Regions from separate parts of the Zea mays genome. Here all the other regions are linked to region 3. Evidence: chromatin contacts called from public Hi-C data. All regions are on one chromosome and are shown on one strand. Each heading gives the region's core, a stretch centred on a gene start, on an enhancer-like site or on the middle of the called end of the contact. The rest is flanking DNA. Distances are from core to core; before and after follow the strand shown. Region 1 holds the start of LOC100283344. Region 2 holds the start of sbp16 (SBP-transcription factor16). Region 3 holds the start of LOC100274964 (Plant intracellular Ras-group-related LRR protein 4).

Evidence for each region. Hi-C and Micro-C count contacts between places; a contact is called where the count stands out from the background.
Region 1: a Hi-C map of ear shows a contact between it and region 3, with 3 times the contacts expected there. The contact joins the promoter of LOC100283344 here to the promoter of LOC100274964 in region 3. A contact is called at or near these places in 5 of 25 Hi-C or Micro-C datasets (ear, leaf and tassel).
Region 2: a contact with region 3 is called in a Hi-C map of endosperm, with 2.9 times the contacts expected there. The contact joins the promoter of sbp16 here to the promoter of LOC100274964 in region 3. A contact is called at or near these places in 2 of 25 Hi-C or Micro-C datasets (ear and endosperm).

Annotation. Positions count from the first base shown.
Region 1 is chr1:193,552,076-193,556,384 of Zm-B73-REFERENCE-NAM-5.0, reverse strand. It overlaps LOC100283344, which reads left to right and starts at 2,770. Exons shown (of 6, transcript NM_001371933.1): 1 at 2,770-2,923; 2 at 3,365-3,987. The coding sequence starts at 3,471.
Region 2 is chr1:193,776,602-193,781,038 of Zm-B73-REFERENCE-NAM-5.0, reverse strand. It overlaps sbp16 (SBP-transcription factor16), which reads right to left and starts at 2,307. Exons shown (of 11, transcript NM_001350289.1): 1 at 1,974-2,307; 2 at 1,193-1,878; 3 at 758-951; 4 at 1-665. The coding sequence starts at 1,824.
Region 3 is chr1:193,294,249-193,298,765 of Zm-B73-REFERENCE-NAM-5.0, reverse strand. LOC100274964 (Plant intracellular Ras-group-related LRR protein 4) reads left to right here and starts at 1,614. Exons shown (of 3, transcript XM_008670882.4): 1 at 1,614-2,912; 2 at 3,818-4,517. The coding sequence starts at 2,237.

The sequences.
Region 1 (4,309 bases), core at 1,521-4,020, 260 kb before region 3:
CCAATATTTTGGTTCGGTTTTTAAAATTTCGGTTTCAGTGAAAAAAATACCCGGTCCTACGCTCAAGCGTGAGTATAAATGGAAATTCCTAGTTCATTTCTCTCTCTCCTCTATGTGTGGCTCTCTTCTTTTTCCTCCCCCATGTGACTCTCTCCCTCCTCTCCATTTTCAACTCAAGAGATAGAGAAACCCATGGTGAAGTGGCAGCGTTGCATGCACGTTGTCATCAAACGACCTCGTGACGTTGCTCTAAGGCCACACACGACCTTACACACACATATGATGACAACTCAGCCCTTTCTTTATCATCGTCCATGCTTAGGACAATAAGGTAACGCCAACTAGGCCCTTCCTTTCGCTCTCCTAGCTCGAATGTGGAGAAAAACTAGGGTTAGGGTTTTGGGATATGGGGAGTTGGGGAATTCTACTTAATGTAGAGATTGAGCCACACTAATTGTCCCCCTACCCCTTGTTATAGATCTAACACTCGATTGGATCTAAGCTTGATTATGATGATTTGGTTTGGTTGAATCCTAAAACTTAAAAGAATTTCAATTCTAGGGTTAGTTTTTTTGTGTCAAAACCTTAGCTCTCATGCCACTGGTAGGTGCTATAGGATCGTAGCTCATAACCCTATCCGTTAGAACATGTAAAACTGATCCATAACTTTGGGATTGAAGGGGGGTTATGGGAAGGGGAGACTCTAGTGATTGACATGAAAGTCGTTGTATGATGGCAGCGACGTTGATAGTGTTGAGGCAGTGACCTTCCCCTTACTGATCTTGTTATTGTAGAACATGTATCATTTCGATTTGTGGAGACAAGGAGGTACCGACAAACAATGTTCACGTGTTAGTATCGTCCCTGTTTATATGCAATGGTGCGAAGGAGGATCGCAGTAGATGGTTGCGATCTGATTAGGACGCAAGAGATAGAGCTAGACTTGGTCCTCTTACTGAGTCTGGCTTGGTATCTACCCATTAGGATATAGTTGGTTTAAATTGAATCATAACACACCTCAACCTTGGCTACTCCAAAAGTGTGATGAGCATAACAAGCGCAACACTTTGGCAACAACTGGCATTACCCCAAGACAGTAAGGATGTCTCTAGCAGGTTACCCATCCTATCTCTTATTCCATGTTCTATTTTAAACTTCACTCTATGAACAATGTAATCTATAGTGCAAATCGTGTTTTGCACGACTATATGCACGATCTGCTGAAGATAGCCTAAACAATACCACACATTTAGCTACCTAAATCTAGAAGTGCGGCAGAGCAAGCTCTCTCTTAAACTAAAATAGGGTTGATAATGATCAATCAAATATATGTTGCTTAGGTAAATCAGCCAACCTCCTGTGTAAACCAAACAAAGAAAAAGAACATAAATCATGTAGACATGTCATGCTTGTTTTCTACTCGAACAAATTTACCAGACTTATGAAGCAACCCAAATGTTCGATTTTAGACACTTGGAGGGTATCCAAATAATATGAACTAGTACTAGCTCTAAACTAAACACTAAAAAGCAATTCAATTAGCTTTAACACTTGGAGGGTATCCAAATAATATGAAATAGTACTAGCTCTAAACTAAACACTAAAAAGCAATTCAATTAGATTTAAGCAGAAGTGGAGACTTAGGCCCTGTTTGAATGCACTATAGCTAATAATTAGCTGTTAAAATTAGCTAGAGCCATTTAAAGAGGCCTTTATTAGAGCCAAACAAGCCCATAAGGGCATGTACAATCCTTAGCCCTTGGATTGGTTTTAAATGTACAAGAGACAACCAAGAGATTCCATGATATAATTCAGAGACTTTAGATCATAAATGTAGTTAAGAAATAATATATAGAGAAAGTCGTCTCTTGTTATATTTATTTCTCTAAGGCATGTATAGTGGAGAGACATCAAAATGGTTCTCCAAGCATAAGAGACAACTAAGATACTATTATACAATGGAGTGTCTATAAATGTTGTCTATTAATAAATGTAGAAGTGAATGCGTCTGTATAGCATCAGATCGATATAACATACGACTTATCTGTACAAGGGAAGTGAAGGTGTTTGTTACTACTTAGGTCACAAGCCAGAGATGTCTCTTCACGGAGCGACGACTCCACGATTTTTTTTCAAATACACCCTTTAGACACTTCAAGAGCCTCTATATTAAACACCATTGGACATGCCTAAAGACCACTCAAATGGTCTCATATTGAGGGCTTATTCGGTTAGGGGTGGATTGAGGGAGACTGAAGGGGATTTAATCCCATTCTATACAAATTTGTGGGAGGGGATTTAATCCCCTCCAATCCCTTTCAATCCACTTTAAACTGAACAAGCCCTAAATGAGGTTATAAATGCCCTAAGAGCAACTCTAAGAGACTAGCCAGATCGTTTTGTAAAGTTAAATTTGGTTATTATTAGAAGAAAATTGTCTCCAATAGACTTGTAAATGACTCTCCAAATTTAGTAGCTCTACGTCACTATACATTCGTTTTTTATTATTCAATAGCCTGCTGCACTCGTCATACAAAGTTATAAATTTATATAGTCCGTTGAAATAATCTATTTGTTTATAAAATCTATTTTAGACACTAGCTAAATTAAATTTGGCTAATTTTTTTACTAATCTGCTCTAAAGGATAATAGGCAGAGGGATCTCAAAGTAAATAGCACAAGCGTTGGGGTCAAATGAGGTAGACCGCCGCCTCCGTGATCCATCTACTTCTCTTCCCTTCTTATCTGCTACAGCAATTTTGGCGTGCTTTACTTACCTGCTTTTTATTTTTTCCTTTTTCCGCGACAGAATCTTTTTTGTTAATTGCGAAAACGAAAGAGCCCGTGTGAACCGGAGAGGTGAGGAAAAGAGGAAAAGGGAGACATAAATTGGAGGCCATTATCAAGAAACCATGAGTTCTAGGTTAGCTGAAATCTCCCTTATTGTAATCTGTTCATCTCCTGGCGTGAGTCTGTGGCGCTAGTGTGATGCCTTCTCCTAGCTCATGGCTTCCGGTCTGGAATTTTGCTTACCCTCTTCGACTTATTGTTCTTTTCTCTTTATTCCGCAACTGTTGGGTCCGAAATTATGGTGATCTGTTCGGTATCCCCCCCTGCGAAATCCGGACAAAAGTGGGGATCTGCAGCTTCTGTGCTTTATTGGCTTTAAACCTACCTTTTCTTGGACCTTTTACCATTTCTTTGGCCCATTTCTTTTATCTCCCATTTCCGCCAGTAATTTGCTTTTCTTTTCGTTTCTACTTATTTCCACCTTCCATTTCTTCGAGAAATTTTCATGTACCGTAAAACTGTGTGCTTGTCGCGTGAAAGATCTCGTACTTAGCGGTTTATGGGTTTTTCGCAGGTTCGCAATCCCTAATCCTGATCTCACTTAAGCGCTCGTGAGCTCTCTCCAGTGGCTAAAGATTGCAGATTTGAGTTATAGTCCAAGAAACGGGTGGTGGTCCGCCATGGAGGTGAGGTCCGAGCAAGGGCTGATGGCGGGGAGGGATCTATTCGGTATGCCAAAGAGCCCGCCGGCGCCGGTTTCCGGGCCGCCGGCGTCCGCCGCCATGCAGAGCGTGCGCATGGCGTACACCTCGGACGGCACCGCTGTGTTCGCTCCGATGAGATCCTCGGCCGCGACGCCGTCTTACCAGCCGCAGGGTGCAGCCCACGGCGCTAGCATGTCCGCGGCGACAATCATTGGAGGCAATGGCGCGGCAGCTGCGCCGAGCATGGGGGAGCCGGTGCCCAAGAAGAAGCGCGGGCGACCAAGGAAGTATGGGCCCGACGGGTCCATGGCGCTGGCATTGGTGCCTGTGTCGGCGGCTACGGGGTCGCCGACGACAGGGCAGGGTTCTTCTGGGCCGTTCTCACCGGCTGGGTCAAATCTGACGAACTCTCTGTTGGTAGCCTCGCCGGACGGGTTCAAGAAGCGGGGCCGGCCTAAGGGTTCTACCAACAAGCCGCGCATGGATGCTGCTGGTAAAATTTCTACTGCTATCATTTACACTGATTTTAAGGTTTTGGTATGGTCTGTAGACTCAAAATGAGTAGGAACTGGCGAAGTATATGTGTCAGTTGTTATTGAGATTGCACTGGCTCAAGTGCCATTGTCTTTGTTAGAATTTGAATCTGCTTCATGTGTGCCGAAATATGTACACCCTTCTAGCTTTAATTAGTTAACTGTGCAAAACTATAAATTGTGGATGGATTTGTTTGTCCTCAGTTATTTCAGTGTACAATTTACCACGTTTTCTTTTCAAGAGTGGTGGCATGTGCTTTTTTCTCTGCTGAATTATGTAAC
Region 2 (4,437 bases), core at 1,058-3,557, 480 kb before region 3:
AATATGAGGGTGTCGAACCTCTTCATCAACCGAATGTATGGGGAAAAACTTGCGAGTTATGGGCGGAGAGGATGAAGGAGATCTCTCATCCAGAGGATTACTACTCTCAGAAGATAAGTACTTATTCAATGAGTCCATCTTAGGTGGAATATCCTCCTCACTGCTGCCAAACAGCTGTAGTGACAAGTATGGTCTTGTCTCGTGTTCTGTCTGCTTGTATATATGAGGTCGGCTTTCTTGTGTGCTGTTGCTTCTCATGAAACCAGCAGCAGGAAAATCTTGGGTTGATATATCGTGTGAATTTACAACAGTTGCTGGCTCCGTTGAATGGCTCTTGCTCTTGTTATTACCACTGCTGTCGCTGCTCCCTTGGGACTGAGATGTATTTGTCACAGGTGTTGAAGTTGCGAAGCCAGTTGAAAAAACTCCTAGCAAATCCATGGTTGATGGTACAGTTTGCTTGTCGATTCCGTTGGTCGTCTTGTCTACAGAATCATGTCCTTGCTCTCGTTGCTCTTGTGAAGTATTCAAAACGACGACTTCTGGCGAAGGAGACTTTGCCGGAGAGGTTGCGTTGTTCAATGAATTTATTTTGCTTATAATTTCCACCAGATTCTGTTTATCTGGTATGGGAGGGATGCTAGGCACTTTACCAACGTTAGAGCCTGTCATTACAGACAACAAATTCCACTATACTGGTTAAAATCACAAAAATCCTGAAACAACATGTTGAGAATGGAGTGTTAGTAGTCAGTACCTTGCAAGCGCGCAATCACTGTAATTAGATTGACAATATCTTGTGTTCTATTTGCTGCATTTTCTTGGTTTACAGGTAGCAGCAACTGTGAAGCAACATCTGTTGGCTGGGATTTTCTTCTCCGCCGGTTGTGGCCAGCAAGCCTCCGCCGGCAGCTCCTCTTACCCTCATCAAACTCCGCGAGTGGGTGAAATCTAAACGATTGATCAGAAGAACCGGCTTATTAGTAACTAAAACTCTCATAGCCTACACTCCATCGCCGGACGAGAGCGGACACCATGAAGCCATGATAGAGAAACATGCCTCTGGCCCAGCAAGCACACACGCACACAAGCCATGTCAACCGATCAAATCACAAAAACAGACTCCTAGCACTCTAGCAGCAGCATCACAACAACGAATCTCAGTTTACTGCAGTTACTGTCATTTATTTACCTACTACACTGCTGGCAGAAGCGCTGAGCCTGGTTGCCGACGACCGCCTTGGTGGTCTTGCTGTGGGTCTCGCAGACCTTGTGCCTCCGGTGGTAATCCTTGGCGCTGGTCAGATCCGCTCGACAGTCATCCACCTGGCACATCGGGTAGCTCGCGCCTCCGTTGGCAGTCCCACCGCCGCCCGGCCCTCCCCCAGCGCCCCCCGGCGATCCAGACCGCACCCGCTTGCTCGGCCTAACGACCGGCTCCTGCCCCGCCGCAGCCGAAGCTGGCGGGGACGCCGCCGCCGCCGCCGCGGGAGCCGTCGGGCTGGCGTCCATCGGGGTCGTGGAGTCCTCCTGCAGGCCGAGCTGGAGGTTCAGCGCGCCGGCCCCCTGGCGCTGCGCCTCAGCAGCCGGCTGGGGCTGGCCACCGGCGAGGCGGAGCGCATCGGAGGACGGCCTGGCGGTGAGCGCGCGGCTGTCCCAGTCCCACAGCCTGGGGTTCCAGTTCCCAGCGCCGGCCTCCGCGGCGCCGGCCGCGGGCCACGGGTGGCCGCGCTTCTTCGCGGCGGCGGCGGCGTGGGGAGGCATCGGCTGGATCTGGTGAAGGAAGAGCGGAGGGGCCACCTGCGGCCCCACCTCCCTCTGCATCGCTCCTCAAGGTCTCCGGGCCTCCCAACTCAGCCGCGGCAACCGATCAGGGATCTGCAGATGAGGTCAACCCGATCAGCGGCGCGGCAGCAGGGTACACGAGCGGCGCCGGGGTGAAGCGAGCAGCTGAGGAGAAATATTCCAGTTACCTCTCACGCAAGTCTTCGGCGCCAGTCCACGTCACCTCGCCGCCTCCCCAGCCGTCCAGAAATAGGGCCAGAGCAGAAAATATCCCTTCCCTGCCCACCTGCGTAGTGCTGGAATCGGCGGAGGATGAAGAAGTGGGAGTGGGAGAGAGAGAGGAATGTGCTGCCCGCCCTGATGGTGTGGTGCGGCGCTGGGAGGAAGGCGTGTGTAGAGAGACTAGAGAGAGAGGCAGCGGGGAATCGAGCGGAGAGAAGGCAGCAGCGCAAAGCGGGCGAGGAAGAGGACCTCCCGCGTGGGTAAGCGTCCTGGCGCGGCGACGGACGGGGGCCTGGTGGCGTGCGCCGTGTGCGTGGACGGCCGGATGGCAGGTGCGCGTAATTAGCGACCGGGCACGGGGGCGGGCCCGGACGGGTGCGGTGGGTGGTGGTGCCGCCGGCGCCGGCCCCACCCCCACGACGGGGACGGACGGGGAGGCCGTACGGGGCGCGGGTGGTACTGTACTGGTGGGGGCGGGCAGGCCGGAGCGAGAGCGATCGCGCGTCGCGGGCACCGGGCAGTCGGGCACACGTACCACCGCCACTACCACTCGTGGTCGTACCGCTGCCCCCCACCGCGTGCAGTGCGGCTCCTCTGGTCTGGCCTGGCCTGACTGACACCCACGCAGTGGCTATGCGTGCGCGCCTGCTTTGCTCTGCTCTGCCGTACGGCTTGCCTGGCCCGGCACGGACGTGGGGCGCTGCCGCGTCAAAATGGACTGGATCTCTATCGGCGTCGTAGGACGATTCCCCTGTGCGTGCCTGCCACATGCATTATTGTACTTGGTACGTGTACTGTAACATATTTACCACATGCTTCTTTTTTTTACACTTTATTATTTTTACTACTACGCGACGCTTTGGACAATCAGCACGGAAATCAAAATATGCGTACTCGCTCTAGTTCTATTTATAAGTCATTTAGGACAATTATAGGGTATCTAAAATATAGTTTTGCCCGGTATTTTTTATCAAAATATAAATGAAAATATTTATGCTTTTAACAAAATACACTTTAAGATAAATCGATGTATGTGACTATTAAATTTTTTAAAATTAAATAACAGAACGGTCATTTATACTCAAAGTTACTCGTACGCTTTGACCAATATTGGGCCCTTGGATGTCTTACGGTTGTGGCAAGGCCCGTCATGGCCTATCTGATCCTGGATGTCCTTTAAGTAGTTTGTTGGTTGGACACGAATGTCTCAAGCGCCATTCTTATTGTTCGTTTCATTCGGCGCACGCCTAATCAAAAGCATGTGTCGAACGGTCAGAGAACCATCAATGTGTTACCTCCGCATAGAGATCTATGGTACCTCTAGACCGTGGCGCCTAAGAGACTTTTGAGGTTTATAAGACCTAGGTTGATTTACCTCACAACGGGAGTTGCTCCATGCGACCACGGTATGGACTATGGTCGGGATTTGTTGAGGCGACCGAGGTCGGGCCCAACTTGGTCGCGGAGACCAGATCAGATCGTTCGAGATGAGCGAAATCAAGACCGACATGATCGAAGTGCCCCGGTGGAGATTACTTGGTATGATCGAGGTTTTGTTGTTGGTTCTTTTATCATTAAGGACGTATTCGATTATTTACATCCCATATGAATTGGATGGGGATGCAAATAACTAGTTGAGATTTTGAGTTTTTATGGATTTAAACTTATCTAGTCCCGTCCAATCCACATATATTGACATTAAAACGAACATGCTTAAAGTGGGTGGGGGTCGATCGTTTTAAGGTACCCTTGCATCGGTAGTAACTTATTTGAAACAACAATTTGAATCTAGATACCCATTACTCATATCTCTACTACTTATTAAGGCTGCAACAGTAGTTTGCCATTCCCGTGTTCTGCCACCATTCACATCTAGCTAAAATTAAAAAAACACATATGTCCTCAAGGGGATTTGAACTCGTGACCTCTCAAGCAAAGGCCAAGAGTAGCTACCGCTACACCACATGTGTGTTTATGTCTACATCTATGACAGGAAACACATCTACTACATCTCTCATCAAGCTCACTTGCTACCCTTACACAATGTGTAGTAGTAGATAAGTATCACCGAAATTCTTGAATTATATTTTCGGATGGAGGTAATATTATTTAAAGAAGAGCTTTGCATGCATTTTCTTTTGTTTGAATAATGTATTATACTTAAATTCTCTTTTTTGCATGCGTGACATTTTTTCTTCGTAACATTTTTTCCATGGATCAGACTTGTGAGTCATTTTCATAAACCAACGTCAAGCATGAATCCATGTTTCTTACTTGAAACCCCGAACAAACACCATTAGCAGGAGACACTCGCGTTGGCATCGCTCGTCGATGACGAGAAGAAGCTTGGCGACTGTCAGTTCGACCTCTAGAAGCAGTCCTACGTGGTCGTATGCATCGCTGTGTACGATAAGCTCTTGTGAAGCCACC
Region 3 (4,517 bases), core at 365-2,864:
CCAGGATGGAGATGCGGGTAGTACACTACTAGGCGTCTTCAGATGAGATGAGAATGGAGACTGCGTCTGCTGTGCTGGGTGCTCTCATCTGCACGAACAAACACATCTCCCTGTCGTCCGGATGCGGCGGCAGCCATGTGCACGCCACGGCTGCCAGCCACCGCGACGCACTCACCCCGTCACCCGCAGTCCTCAGATACGAAAACTATCCTGCACTCGCACTGCACTCGCACCGCACCATGGTGGTGTGTCTGCCATGTGGGCCGGACGCGTCGTCGGACCCACATGGCGCGTGCCGAGGGATAACCCGTGGGCGCGCGCCGACGTGCTGCTGGCCAGCCCAGCGGTGGAGCGGTGGCTGGCTGGCCCATGCGCCGCTGCCGGACAGCGGTTCGAGGAGGCTTCCGCTCGCACGTGGACCCGCTGCCTTGCTGGTCCGGCCCGCGGCCCTTCGCCTTTGCCAGGGCAGGATCAAAAGGCCTCGAATTACCTAGCGGTGGTGCAGCAGGGTCATCACCGAGACACCGATGAACTCCGATCCACTCAGAGCTCAAGCTTCGTCGAGTCGAGAGATTCTCTCCGGACACTAGGACTCGACGGAGGAAGGTGTCGTCGATAGATGGTTATTAACTAACTAACTAACTAACTAACTAATCACTCACCCCACTTTTACCTTGACAAATGACAGTGCAGGGAGAATTTAATTAATTAATTAATTAATTAATCAACCACCGGGCAGCGCATGAAACCTGGTGGTATCTTGTTCCTCGGACGCCGTTAAACAACGTGCGATTCATGCAAGCTATACTTCTACAGTTCTACTAGTAGCATAGAGACGCCAATCGCCACCAGATCTACAACTAGGGGGCGTTTGGTTACTTGTATGGGTGAGCCTGACTCGTATCTAGTGAGCCTGGCTCAGACTGGACTGGCTGAGTGCATGCAGTATAGCGTGTTTGGTTGTGTGTATGTGGCCAGTCTGGTTCACAAGAGATGTTGTTTGGTTGCTTGCATGAGTACATGGTGCATGAGTTAAAAAAATTGTTAAATAAATTAAAAAATCTATTAATAGACACTAATTATATGGTAAATTGCTTAATAGATACTAATTACATGTTAATATACACTAATTATATATTAATCTTAATCACGTAATTTTTTTATTTGAAATATATATAGTATGAGTGGTCTAGTTTCGTTCGCAAAAATGTCAGGAACGCGGATATGAAATCGGTTCGGTGATTAAATCTTTTAATTAGACGATATAATGAAAAAACCAATTAAAAACGTGTCTCGATATGCGTGCACGAGTAAAGAGCTGGCTGAGCGGAGCCTGGCCGCGCGCGTGCGGCCGCGCGATGTGTTTCTGCCGGGCCTGGCTCGCGGCGCTTTAAGTTCCGTGCTAGCCTGTCTCGTGCGATACAACGAACCAAACAAACAATACTTTTTGCATAGATGCAGCTGCACCACCGGAGAAGGCAACCAAACGCCCCCCTACGGTATCCCGTCCCACGGGCGAACGAAGGCGGTAGCCGAGCAGCGACGATACTGGACGTCACTGGACAGGGACAGCACATCACATCACCCTCTCTGTCTGTCTCTTCCCTTGCCCGAGCAGGCCTCCCGGCTTCATTTCTACCTACGTGACCCCAAGCGCCGAGCCCGCTGATCAATCCATTTCCCATTTCCCCATCCCGAGACCAGGGCCAGGCACGCACCAGGAACCACCCACGGCGGCCACCGCCCCCGCCCACCCGCGCGATCGGTCCGCCCCCTGCGCATTGCGGCAGACCTACCTACCTCGGTGAGCCGTGCCCGTGGGCGAACCACCCCTCCCAATCCCACCTCCTCCCCACCGGACCGGCAATTCGGCGGTGTCCGAGCCGCCCCGTCCGTCCACCCCGCGCTGTTGGATCGGGCCACCGCCGCCGAGAAAAAAAAAGCTGCCTTTTTATCTCCTTCGGCCCGGCGGGCGCGCCGAGCTGTGATCCGGCGCCGCACACCTGGGCTCTGGTGGTTCCGGTTCTTATCCGGAAAGGGGGGGCGGCATCCGAGGCGGGGCGCCACGGGCGCCACGTGACGAGCGGTTGGCGATGGCGACGACGGGCGCGGGAAAGCGCAGCGGCGAGGCCCGCGCGCCGAGGCTTACATAAGGAGGATCCCGACTGCCCGTACCGTACCGTCGCGTGGGAAGGGACCGAGGCGCGGAGATCTGGGCTGTTCCTGAGCCGCCGGGATGGGGACCGCGCTCGACGCGGCGGCCTTCGGGTCGGTGGACGGCGTGGTGGGCGAGATCATGCGGCTGCACCGCGCCCTGCCGGCGCGCCCGGCGCCGGAGGAGGCGGAGGCCGCCGAGGCGCTGGTGCGCGCCGCCGACCGCGAGGAGCGGGCGCGCCTCGACGCCGCCGCGCGCTTGCGCAGGCCGCCCGCCGTGCCCGACGAGCTCTTCGGCGTCGCCCTCGAGATGCACCGCGCGCTCGCCGCCTTCCACTGCCGCGAGCAGAAGCGCGACGCCGCGCGCCTCCTCGAGCTCGACGCGCTCCACGGCCTCTTCGACGACCTCATCCAGCGCGCGTCGCAGTGCGTGCCGTCCAGCTCCGGCTCCAGCTCCACCCGCGCCGCGCCCCGCGTCGCCGCTGCGACCACCGCTGCCGCCTCGTCTTCCTTCGCAGCCGCGTCGTCATCGGCGGTGGCCGCTGACAGCGGCGCTCACCGCTACTCGTCGATGGAACCTAATGGGTTCAGCGCGCCGAGGATGGTGACCGGCATGGGGCGCGTCTCCATGGACGACAGCTACGTCAAGAAGGCCAAGGCCGCAGTGTGGGACGACAGGGTTGTGGCGTCGAGCTCCCATATGCCGCGAGGAGCAGTTTCTGCAAACTCCGTGGCGACTCCTGTGGACGGCGGCTATGGTGAGCCCATTCTACCTTCAACTGCTCTGTTTCCAAATTTGTGATTTCAGTGGAGTGCTTACATGCGCCTTCATGTAAATTGCTGCTACGATTTAGAGCTCTACCGAGTTAAACTTGAAGCATATGCATTGTTCTGTTGTGCAATGTTTTCAGATCGGCGATCAGCTTCTGATCGCCAGAGGACCGATCAGAGCGATTAGAGCGATTAATCGGACGATCAGTCCGATTAATCGGCTTCTGATCGGTTGATCAGAGCTCCTGATCGTCCAGGGCTGGGAAAACCGACCAGAGGTCCAGGCATCAGAAATTCAGCATTCAGCATTCAGATTCAGCAGTTCAGCACTTTAGCTAAACACTAGAAATAATGGGTATAGGCTTAAAGGCAAAGACCCTAGAAATAAAATAGTCTGCTACTGTTATGCTACTAAACTAACAAGGCTCATTGGCTCAATGTAGCCTGCTCTCTTACCATGCCACAGCCACACATTATATATGTTATATAAAGAACCAAAATGAAAAAGTAGCACGAAAGAAATGGGACAGCTTCACAGTTCACAGAAGATGCATGCAGTGAGTGGGCCGAAATGAAGTAACGAAGCAGGCCAAACTGATCGTCCGCGATCTAGTCGGACGACTAATCGCGATTAGTCGTCGACTAATCGGACGATCAGGTTTCTGATCGCCCTGATCGCGTCGGTACTCCTTATCGGATGCGTGATGACGATCAGTCGATTAATCGCCGATTAATCGCGATTAATCGGACGATCAGAAAACACTGAGTGTTGTGTATGAGACAAAATGGAATTTGCTTAGCTATCAACTAGTCCTTGATTTGTGATAATTGCTTGGCCGTTGGAAGTATGTATGTATTTATTGATTCTTTGCTTCATGATTGGCTTTCGCAGGAGATGACAACCAGAAATTGACCCTCATTAAGCTAGCTAGCATGATTGAAGTGGCTGCAAAGAAAGGCGCTCGCGATCTCAACCTGCAAGGCAAACTCATGAACCAGATCGAGTGGCTCCCTGATTCAATTGGAAAGCTCACTGGACTTGTCACCCTTGACATTTCGGAGAATCGGATCTTGGCCTTGCCGGAAGCAATTGGGATGCTTTCTTCTTTGGCCAAGCTTGACCTTCACGCTAACAGAATTGCTCAGCTTCCCGAGTCGATTGGGGATCTTTCCAACCTGATATATCTCGACCTTAGGGGCAATCAGCTTGCATCATTGCCGGCCAGTCTTGGTAGGCTGGTGAAGCTTGAGGAGCTTGATGTGAGTGCAAACCATCTTACCTCACTCCCCGACTCAATAGGAAGCCTTACACGCCTGAAGAAGTTGATCGCCGAGACAAACGACCTTGATGAGCTGCCATACACTATCGGCAATTGTGTGTCACTGGTGGAACTGCGGGTAGGATACAACCACCTCAAGGCCCTCCCGGAGGCCGTCGGAAAGCTAGAGTCTCTGGAGGTCCTCTCTGTGCGATACAACACTATTAGGGGCCTTCCAACAACAATGGCATCTCTCACAAAGCTGAAGGAGGTTGATGCAAGTTTTAATGAGCTCGAGTCTATTCCCGAGAACTTCTGCTTCGTCACTTCTCT